Regions from separate parts of the Gossypium hirsutum genome. Here all the other regions are linked to region 3. Evidence: chromatin contacts called from public Hi-C data. All regions are on one chromosome and are shown on one strand. The core of a region is the stretch at or near the end of the contact, and the rest is flanking DNA. Distances in the headings are between cores, read along the strand shown. Region 1 holds the start of LOC107901764 (protein SET DOMAIN GROUP 41). Region 2 holds the start of LOC107901761 (polyadenylate-binding protein 3). Region 3 holds the start of LOC107901762 (cellulose synthase A catalytic subunit 5 [UDP-forming]).

Region 1 (2,979 bases), core at 57-2,556, 170 kb before region 3:
TAAATCAAAATCAAAATTATATTTGTACATATAAATTACAATTAAAATTTCAAATGTATAGACCACTTATGTGTAAATTTATTATTTAGGCTCCAGTTGTTTTAATGAAAACGGCTTCCAGATTTTTTTTTTTTTTTGCATTTTCATGTGTTTGTTTCATGAAAAAAAGTTTCGTTAACGAAAAATAACTTACATATCAACAGAAAATAAACTATTTTTCTTGTAAAATGATTTATCCTTTTTAAAAAGCGTAATTCATTTTCCAAAGCTCATTTATGAGTAATTTTATTTTTTTATATAAAAATTAACTTAAATCAAGCTTAAATATTATTATATTAATAATAAATTTTTATTTTTAAAAATATCTAAAATTAATAAAATATTTATATAAAATATTATAATTTTCAATAATATTAAACATAAATATTTAATTATCTATATCTAATCATAAAATAAATTATTAATTTAATAAATTATTTAATATTTCAATATTGTTTTAGTAATATATTTTAAAAACAATAATTTTAAATAATATTCTTCATATTTTATTGAAAGATATTTAATATTAATATTTAAATAATAAATATTTATTAAAATTATAAATATATTAATAATAAATGTTTTGTAGTGTAAAGGTTAAAATATGTCGTAAGTTTATGTGCTTTTCACAAATTTGAAATTTAGTCCCTATACTTTTATTTTCAAGAATTTAGTCCCTCTACTTTTTAGATTTGAAAATTAAGTCTAATTGTTAACATTATTAATTTTTTTTGTCAATATTTTTTATGCCACAATTTTAAATAAAAAATACTCAATATTCATGTAACTAAAAAATAACATTATAATAAAATTGAATTGAACAAAATATTTTTAATAATGCTAACACCTGAACTTGAATTTTGATATTTAAAAAAGTCGGACTAACCCAAAAATAAAAATATATGGACTAAATTTCAAATTTACGAAGAGTATAAGGACTTATGACATATTTTAACTTGATATAAAATATGAATACTTTAATTATATAAATATGAGTATTTATTTAAATAATGCTTAGCTCTATTTATTCTTTACAACTCTAATGTGTCAATATGTAATCTCATATATGTAATATATGTAATTTAAATTAAATTTTAATTAAACATTATTTATTATTAAGTTTATATATGCCATTGATTATTACAAAATATTTTCTCATTATAAAATAAATTTTGATTGTTAAAAGAAAATTGTACTGTAATATTTTATAACAAATATATTTATATCGTGTTTATTTTATAAAGAATAATATAAAATATAAAATTATAAATATAAAATAAACTTAATTAAATAAAAAAATAAAAAAAAATATTAAATGTATATTAGTTTCCTTGAAAGTAATCTTTATAAAATATTTTCAGAAAAGTTATCAAACATTGTAGGTAGATTCATCCAAATATAAAATATAAAATATTTGATTTGATTTTATTAAAATTTTAAAACTAAAACAACTTAGCGGGGGTGGTAGGTTTTGAGTAAGTTAATAGAAAGAGATGGAAATGAGAGCAAAGCAAGACATAGAAATAGGAGACGACATAACCCCACCTCTCCTTCCCCTCTCTTTTTCCCTCCACGATTCCTTCCTCTCTTCCCATTGTTCCTCTTGCTTCTCCCCTCTCTCTTTCCCTCCTCTTCCCCACCACTATGGCTCTCTCTACTGCTCCGCCCCCTGCTCCTCCTCCCACTCCCCTATCTCTTCTTCCTCCGCCGAATCCTTCCTCCCTCTCACCTGTCCCCGCTCCTCTGACCTCCGCACTGCTCTCCGCCTCCTCCTTTCCCTCCCCTCCACCTGTCCCCACCTCCACCGCTTTACCAACGGCCTCCTCACTAACTACCTTAAGCTTACCTCATCTCCCGAATTCGCCGCCCAAATCCGTCAGGGAGCAATTGCCATGGCAGCCGCTAGGAAACTACGAAAGGGGCTCAGTTTAGACCAGAGCGACGACGTTTTACTGGAAGAGGCCGTCTTATGCTTAGTTGTAACCAACGCCGTGGAAGTGCAGGACGAGAGCGGACGTTCTCTAGGAATCGCTGTATATGATCCTAGCTTCTCTTGGATCAATCACAGTTGTTCGCCTAACGCTTGTTATCGATTCATAGTTTCGCCTCCCAATGCTACGTCGTTTGGGGAGGACTCCGGTTCCGCGCTACTAATTGTTCCTAGCGTTTCAGAGGAAAACTTTGGTGTTTGTAGCTGTTCTGAGTACAATAAAGGTCGAACTTTTTACTAGATTTGTTTTAAAAGTTTTTACGTTGATGTATTATTTGATTTGATGCAGGAACAGAAGGATACAAATATGGTCCGAAAATAATGGTGAGGAGTATAAAAAGAATAAAAAAAGGGGAGGAAGTTTGTGTTTCATACACTGATTTGCTTCAACCAAAGGTGTTTGCTTATTTTCTAATATAACAATTTAAATGTTGATTTGATTATCAAGGCTTGATTTGAACTGCAAAATGAATGTGTGCAATGTGGCTAGACTTGTGTTGAGCTTCAATTAATGGAGTGAATGAGGTAGTAAAATGGTAAAAACGATACCATACATCTAGCTAATGTCTCAATCTCCCATGGATTAAAATAAGTAGAATCGACACTTTTGTAAATCCCATTGGTAAAGATGATGATAAATCATTTACTCAGGTCGTCAGGCACTTTGCATTTGCTTCGGGAACTAACAAAGAAGTCATCACTAAAAATGCTGGGTTTTGGTGTCTTTGGTGACCTTCCCATATACAAGTTAATCTACGGGTCAAGGAAGGGACGGAAACATAAACTTACTGAATTGCTGTGGATTAATGTATTGTCCCATATGTTGGTCTGTGTTTTTGTTGATTCCATTGTTTCACTTCTTTTCTGTAGGCAATGAGGCAATCATACTTGTGGTTTAATCATCAATTTACCTGTTCTTGTAGTCGATGCACTGTGTTTCCTTCAACTTT
Region 2 (2,700 bases), core at 14-2,513, 140 kb after region 3:
GTTTAGGATTTTTAAGGAAAAAATTAAATAAATTAGGGTTTAGGGTTACTTGAATAAATTAATTATAAATTTTAAAAAAATTAGATTGGGGTTTAGTATTTAGGGTTTTTAAGGAAAAATCAAATAAAGGTAGCTGTTATCCGTTATATATTTTAAACTCTTCTAAAAAATAAACTAATAAAATTAAATGTTTTTAGTAAAAATTAAATTTATTAAAAGAATTTTTTAATAATAAATTAAAAATAAAATATATAATGAGTTTTTGTATTTTCAAATTTTAAAATAGAAAAAGAGTTAAAAGTTTTATATATATATTAAATTTATCTTTTGCTGTAATTTTAAATTTATAATAAATTAAAAATATTAATATAATATAATATGCAAAAAAATACATGAAATTTAATATAATACAATCATATTAATAATAGAATATTTTAAGGATAATAATTCCTTAAGTCTTAAGATCATGGGTAAATGTTTTATCGATTGTTAGTGAATGATTTATAAATAAGTATTAATAACTTTATAATGGAATTTGACATAAATTTTAATATTTTAATATTTAATATATATTTTAAACTGTAGAAGTTTAAATTCAAAATTCGAGAAAAAATATAATAATTGTAATTAATATTTAACTATATTTAACTATATTTAAATAAATTTAGACTTAATAATTAATTTATAATTTTTTAAAATTTATAATTAATTTAATTAAGAAACCCTAAACCTTTATTTATTTAATTTTTTCTTAAAACCCTAAAAATTAAAATCCCAAAAATCTCAAACCCTAACCTTGATTGCAAAAAATCTTAGACCGGAAAAGCGCTTTCTCAAGGAAGCGCTTTGTCCACGTGGATACAAAGCGCGCCCTCAAGGAAGCGTTTTCTGTCCACGTGGACAAAGTACTTCCTTGAAAAAGCATTTTCCTGCTTTATCCCCTGACAATGCACTGACATGGATGTGTTTTTGAGAAAAATGGTTCATTTTGATAATTAATTCAGGACCTGGTCATTTCGATAATTTTAAAAATAATTGGGCTTTTATTAATTATTTGCCCATATGATTATCCCATGTATTGTGGTAGTATAAAAAAGTTAGAGGAAAACGTGTATATTCCTTGTTCGGCGACGTCACAAACGACGGCTCTGGAACTCTCGCTCTTTTTGTCGCGGGTTTCTTTTTCTTCTGCGAGTAAGCTAAAAAAAAGGCTAAACAGGCAGCAACAACAAAACGACATAAAAAGTGTGGGCAAAAAAACGAACGACATAAAAAGACAAAAGCGGGGCCCCAAATTCCTTGAATGCCACGTCATTACCCGCACGTGCAAACGAACCGCTTCGTTCACTATATAGGAAGGCTCCGTCTCGCGTCTCCCTGTCTTTTCCCTTCCCTCTCTGCGCTCCTCCAAAATTAATAGGAAATTTAATAAAAAGAAAAAAAGTTATAAAAAATAATAAAACATTAATAACATTCCATTCATATACATAATAATATATACTACGGGTCAAAACAAACCTAGTATTTATTAACTCTACTTTTGTTTTTAAAATTTTAGAGGAATTTTGGACTTTCTGTTTGTTCGGAGAGAGAGAGAGACAGAGATGGCGACGGCCACGACGGCGGTTCCTGTGGCTCCGGAAACGGCAGGGGGCGCGGCGGTGGGAAGTGGTTATATGAATGTGTCGCTTTACGTGGGGGATCTGGAGGAGAACGTGGTGGAAGGGCAATTGTATGATCTGTTTGGCCAAGTTGGAACTGTTCTTTCCATTAGAATTTGTAGGGATCAGAATAAGCGATCTTCTCTCGGTTATGCTTACGTCAATTACAGCAATTACCAAGACGGTAATTTTCTTTTTTTTTTATAGAAATAGATGATCGTCTTTCTCTCTGTTGTTTTAAAATGATCCAAGTGATTACTATGCTTATTTATTTTTGTTATATTTTATTCTTGATTAGAGGGTGGAAACTGGAAAGCATTGTTTGGTTGATTTTGCGATAATCAGACTGAACTTGGACATTGTTTTTACTTGTCAGTGTGATCATTGATAATTCATGAATAAAAATGGGAAATTGTAATTAATAATAAAAAAATGATTTGGACATATTTTTTGCTAATGGGATGAAGATCAGTGATTGATTGTGATCATCGTGATTGTGTCTAGGATCAATACATACGAGTGTCTTGAAGTGGGGAAAAAGTTACTCTTTTTTTTTTTTTGTATTTTACAAAGTTTTAGTGACCGATGACTGCTAATGTGAATCCTTAACTGCTTTGTCTTGACGACATACACTGTTTGTAAACTGCAGCTGCTCATGCCAAGGAAATGTTTAACTTCACTCCCATCAATGGAAAACCTATACGAATTATGTTTTCTCAACGCGATCCTATTATTCGTAAGACTGGATATGCCAATGTCTTTATCAAGAACCTGGACCCAGCTATTGATAACAAGGCATTGTATGACATTTTCGTTGCCTTCGGGAATGTACTTTCTTGCAAGGTTGCTACTGATAGAAATGGACAAGCAAAAGGATTCGGCTATGTTCAGTTTGAAAATGATGAAGCCGCACAGAATGCAATCAAAAGGTTAAATGGTATGCTAATAAATGATAAACAAGTTTATGTTGGACGTCATGTTCGACGACAAGAACGGGTGCCAGCCAATGTGACGCCGAAGTTCACTAATGTTTATGTAA
Region 3 (2,753 bases), core at 93-2,592:
CAAGTTTTTTTTTTAATTTAAAATTTTTAATTAATGTTTTTAATTAATAAATATGTTGTTTTCAAGTTTTTATTTTTAATTTATTTTTTAATTAATAATTTTATTTATTTATATAAATAAAATAATAAATATGTAATTATATAATGAAAATATATTTATATATATTATTATGTTAAAAATATTTATAATTAGTAACTCATTTATTTATATAAATAAATTAATATAAATATGCAATTATATAATAAAATTATTTTTACATTTATCGTTATGTTAAATATATTTTATTTTTTAAAAACATCACCTAATTTTTTAATATATTTTTCTTTCTGTATAATTTTTATATGTCAAATATTTATTTTTTTCCACCTATATTGTGGGTAAGGTGATTTTTAATATTGTAAAATTAAATAATTATTTAAAGTATCATTTTTATTTTTATATATCATTTTTTCTACTTACATTGTGAGTATGATAAATTCTAATATTATAAAATTAATTAATTAATTCAAATATCATTATTTTTAGTAAATATAATTTTTACATTTATTTTTCAATCTAGATCATGGGTGTGGTAAGTTTTAGTATTATATATTTTTATATGTGTATTTGAAATAATTATATTTATAATATTAGAATTTACCATACCTACAATATAGGTGAAAATATAATGATATTTGAAATATTTTACATATAAAAATAATAATATTTGAGATAACTATTTGGTTTTATAACATTAAAATTTACCATACTCAGAATGTAGGTGGAAACAATAAATATTTTACATACAAAATTATATATATAGAAAATAAATAAAAAATAATTGATACTCTTAAAAGATAAAACAGGTTTAACATAATAAATTATTTAAAATATATTTTCATTATATAACTACATATTTATTATTATATTCATATAAATAAAATAATTATTAATTAAAAAATAATTTTATGATGGTGATATATAAAAAATATATATTCAATATAATTACATCCTTATTATTTATTTATATAAATAAAAAATATTAAAAATAATTTAAAAAAAGAAAAACTTGAAAATAATAATTAAAAGCATTAAATAAAAATTAAAAAAAAAACTTAAAACAACGTGAAAAAAAAGTCTCAAATGAAAGCGATGTTTTAGAAAGAGTTTTTGTACTTCAACAAAACCTTTCATTTTGATAACCCAAAAAGGAAACTTGAAATATCAAACTTCCAAATTACCCATTATCACCGCCAAGCACCACCGTGGCACGGTGGGACAACCCCTTGGTCCCACCACCTCCACTACCCTCCAAATATAAGAAAGTATAAAATGGGACAACCCATTTTAATCTCAGTCGCCAGCTGCTTATTTGTTTATTTACAGTCAGAGAGATTTTTATTGTTCAACAACTTTTGAGATGGAAAGTTGCAAAATTTGTGCATGTAAAAGAGAATGAAATATGATGTGAAGTAGATCTGTACGTAAGATTTGGTTTCTCTTTTCCCTTCTCTTGCTGATCTGCTCTTTGTCTCGTCCCTTGTGTGTTAAGCGTTGAATTTTCAACAAGATTCTTTCCTTTCAGATCCTTTGTCTCTCTCCTTTAGAGGCTTTTGTCACAGATCAACATTAGCCACAGTTTTCATTTTTTATTATTCACAGAGAGGACCAATTGTTGGTAAAATTGGGTCTCTCTCTCTCTCTCTCTCTCAAGGAATCAATCAATAAGATGACAGTGGCAAAAAAATAAAATAAAAAGTATTTGTTTTTTCATTTGTTTAATACTATAATATTATAATCATTGACAATCACACTATTATATTTCTAGCTGTCTTCCCATTTCTATATTTGGTTATCTACCTCTCTCTCTCTTTCTCTCTCTCTCTCTCAAGCTGTGTTTTTGTTCATTTCATTGTATAATGGTGTTGTTCTTGTAAAGGGTGCTTGAGAGAGAAACCGAGAGAGAGAGAGGTGGGAAGGTAAAGTTTGGGTTTTTATGAGGTTTGAGTGATGAAGGTGAAAGAGAGATAGCTATATTGAAGTGGGGTTTGTCTTGGTTTTGAAGCTTCGACCTGTGTTTGTTGTTGGGGTTGGGGTTGGGGTTGGGAGGTAGATGGATACCAAAGGAAGACTTGTTGCTGGTTCTCATAACAGGAATGAGTTTGTTCTCATCAATGCTGATGAGATTGCAAGAGTAAGTACCTTCAAAGTTTATCGCCTCTTTTAGTATTTTGTTTCCCGTTACGGGCTACACCAATAGTTAGTGAAGGATTTGGGACGAGTAAGAGCTGGTCAATGTGTTGCTTCGTAGCTTCTTTAGGATTTAAAGCTTTTTTTTACCCCCATTTTTGGGTTTCGATGAGTTTCTCTCTCCCTTTCTCTCTCTTTCCTTATAAAGTTCTGGTTGGTGGATTAGCAGAAATTTTTACCCTTGCTTCCGTGGCTGTTTTCTTCAGCTTGATAGAATATCACATTCCAGGAAAATTTCTTCTCTTGTGGCGTTTTTTTTTGGGAGGGGGGGAGGTTGGCATAGTGTTTATATACACCTAGATTCAACAAAATTAAATTTCATTAATCATCCCTTGTTATCCCAATTTAGTATCTTATCTAGTTTGTAGATCTCAGAGCTGGTAGATGCATCCCATTTAGGCAATTAGTAACTGTTGTTTTTTGTATTTTCATTTTTTGTTATTTAAGCTATTAAAAAAAGCTGAATCGTTGGGCAACATAAATTGTTCTGTTTGGTTTACTGAAAAGCATATTTAATGATCTGG

The links. Hi-C and Micro-C count contacts between places; a contact is called where the count stands out from the background.
Region 1: a contact with region 3 is called in a Hi-C map of leaf, with 5 times the contacts expected there. The contact joins the promoter of LOC107901764 here to the promoter of LOC107901762 in region 3. A contact is called at or near these places in 13 of 34 Hi-C or Micro-C datasets (anther, callus, fibers and 3 more).
Region 2: a Hi-C map of hypocotyl shows a contact between it and region 3, with 4 times the contacts expected there. The contact joins the promoter of LOC107901761 here to the promoter of LOC107901762 in region 3. A contact is called at or near these places in 6 of 34 Hi-C or Micro-C datasets (anther, callus, hypocotyl and 1 more).

What each region holds. Positions count from the first base shown.
Region 1 is chrD06:32,361,611-32,364,589 of Gossypium_hirsutum_v2.1, reverse strand. It overlaps LOC107901764 (protein SET DOMAIN GROUP 41), which reads left to right and starts at 1,306. Exons shown (of 4, transcript XM_016827903.2): 1 at 1,306-2,253; 2 at 2,319-2,425; 3 at 2,900-2,979. The coding sequence starts at 1,533.
Region 2 is chrD06:32,048,646-32,051,345 of Gossypium_hirsutum_v2.1, reverse strand. LOC107901761 (polyadenylate-binding protein 3) reads left to right here and starts at 1,263. Exons shown (of 8, transcript XM_016827901.2): 1 at 1,263-1,845; 2 at 2,311-2,700. The coding sequence starts at 1,605.
Region 3 is chrD06:32,188,625-32,191,377 of Gossypium_hirsutum_v2.1, reverse strand. It overlaps LOC107901762 (cellulose synthase A catalytic subunit 5 [UDP-forming]), which reads left to right and starts at 1,342. Exons shown (of 14, transcript XM_016827902.2): 1 at 1,342-2,173. The coding sequence starts at 2,093.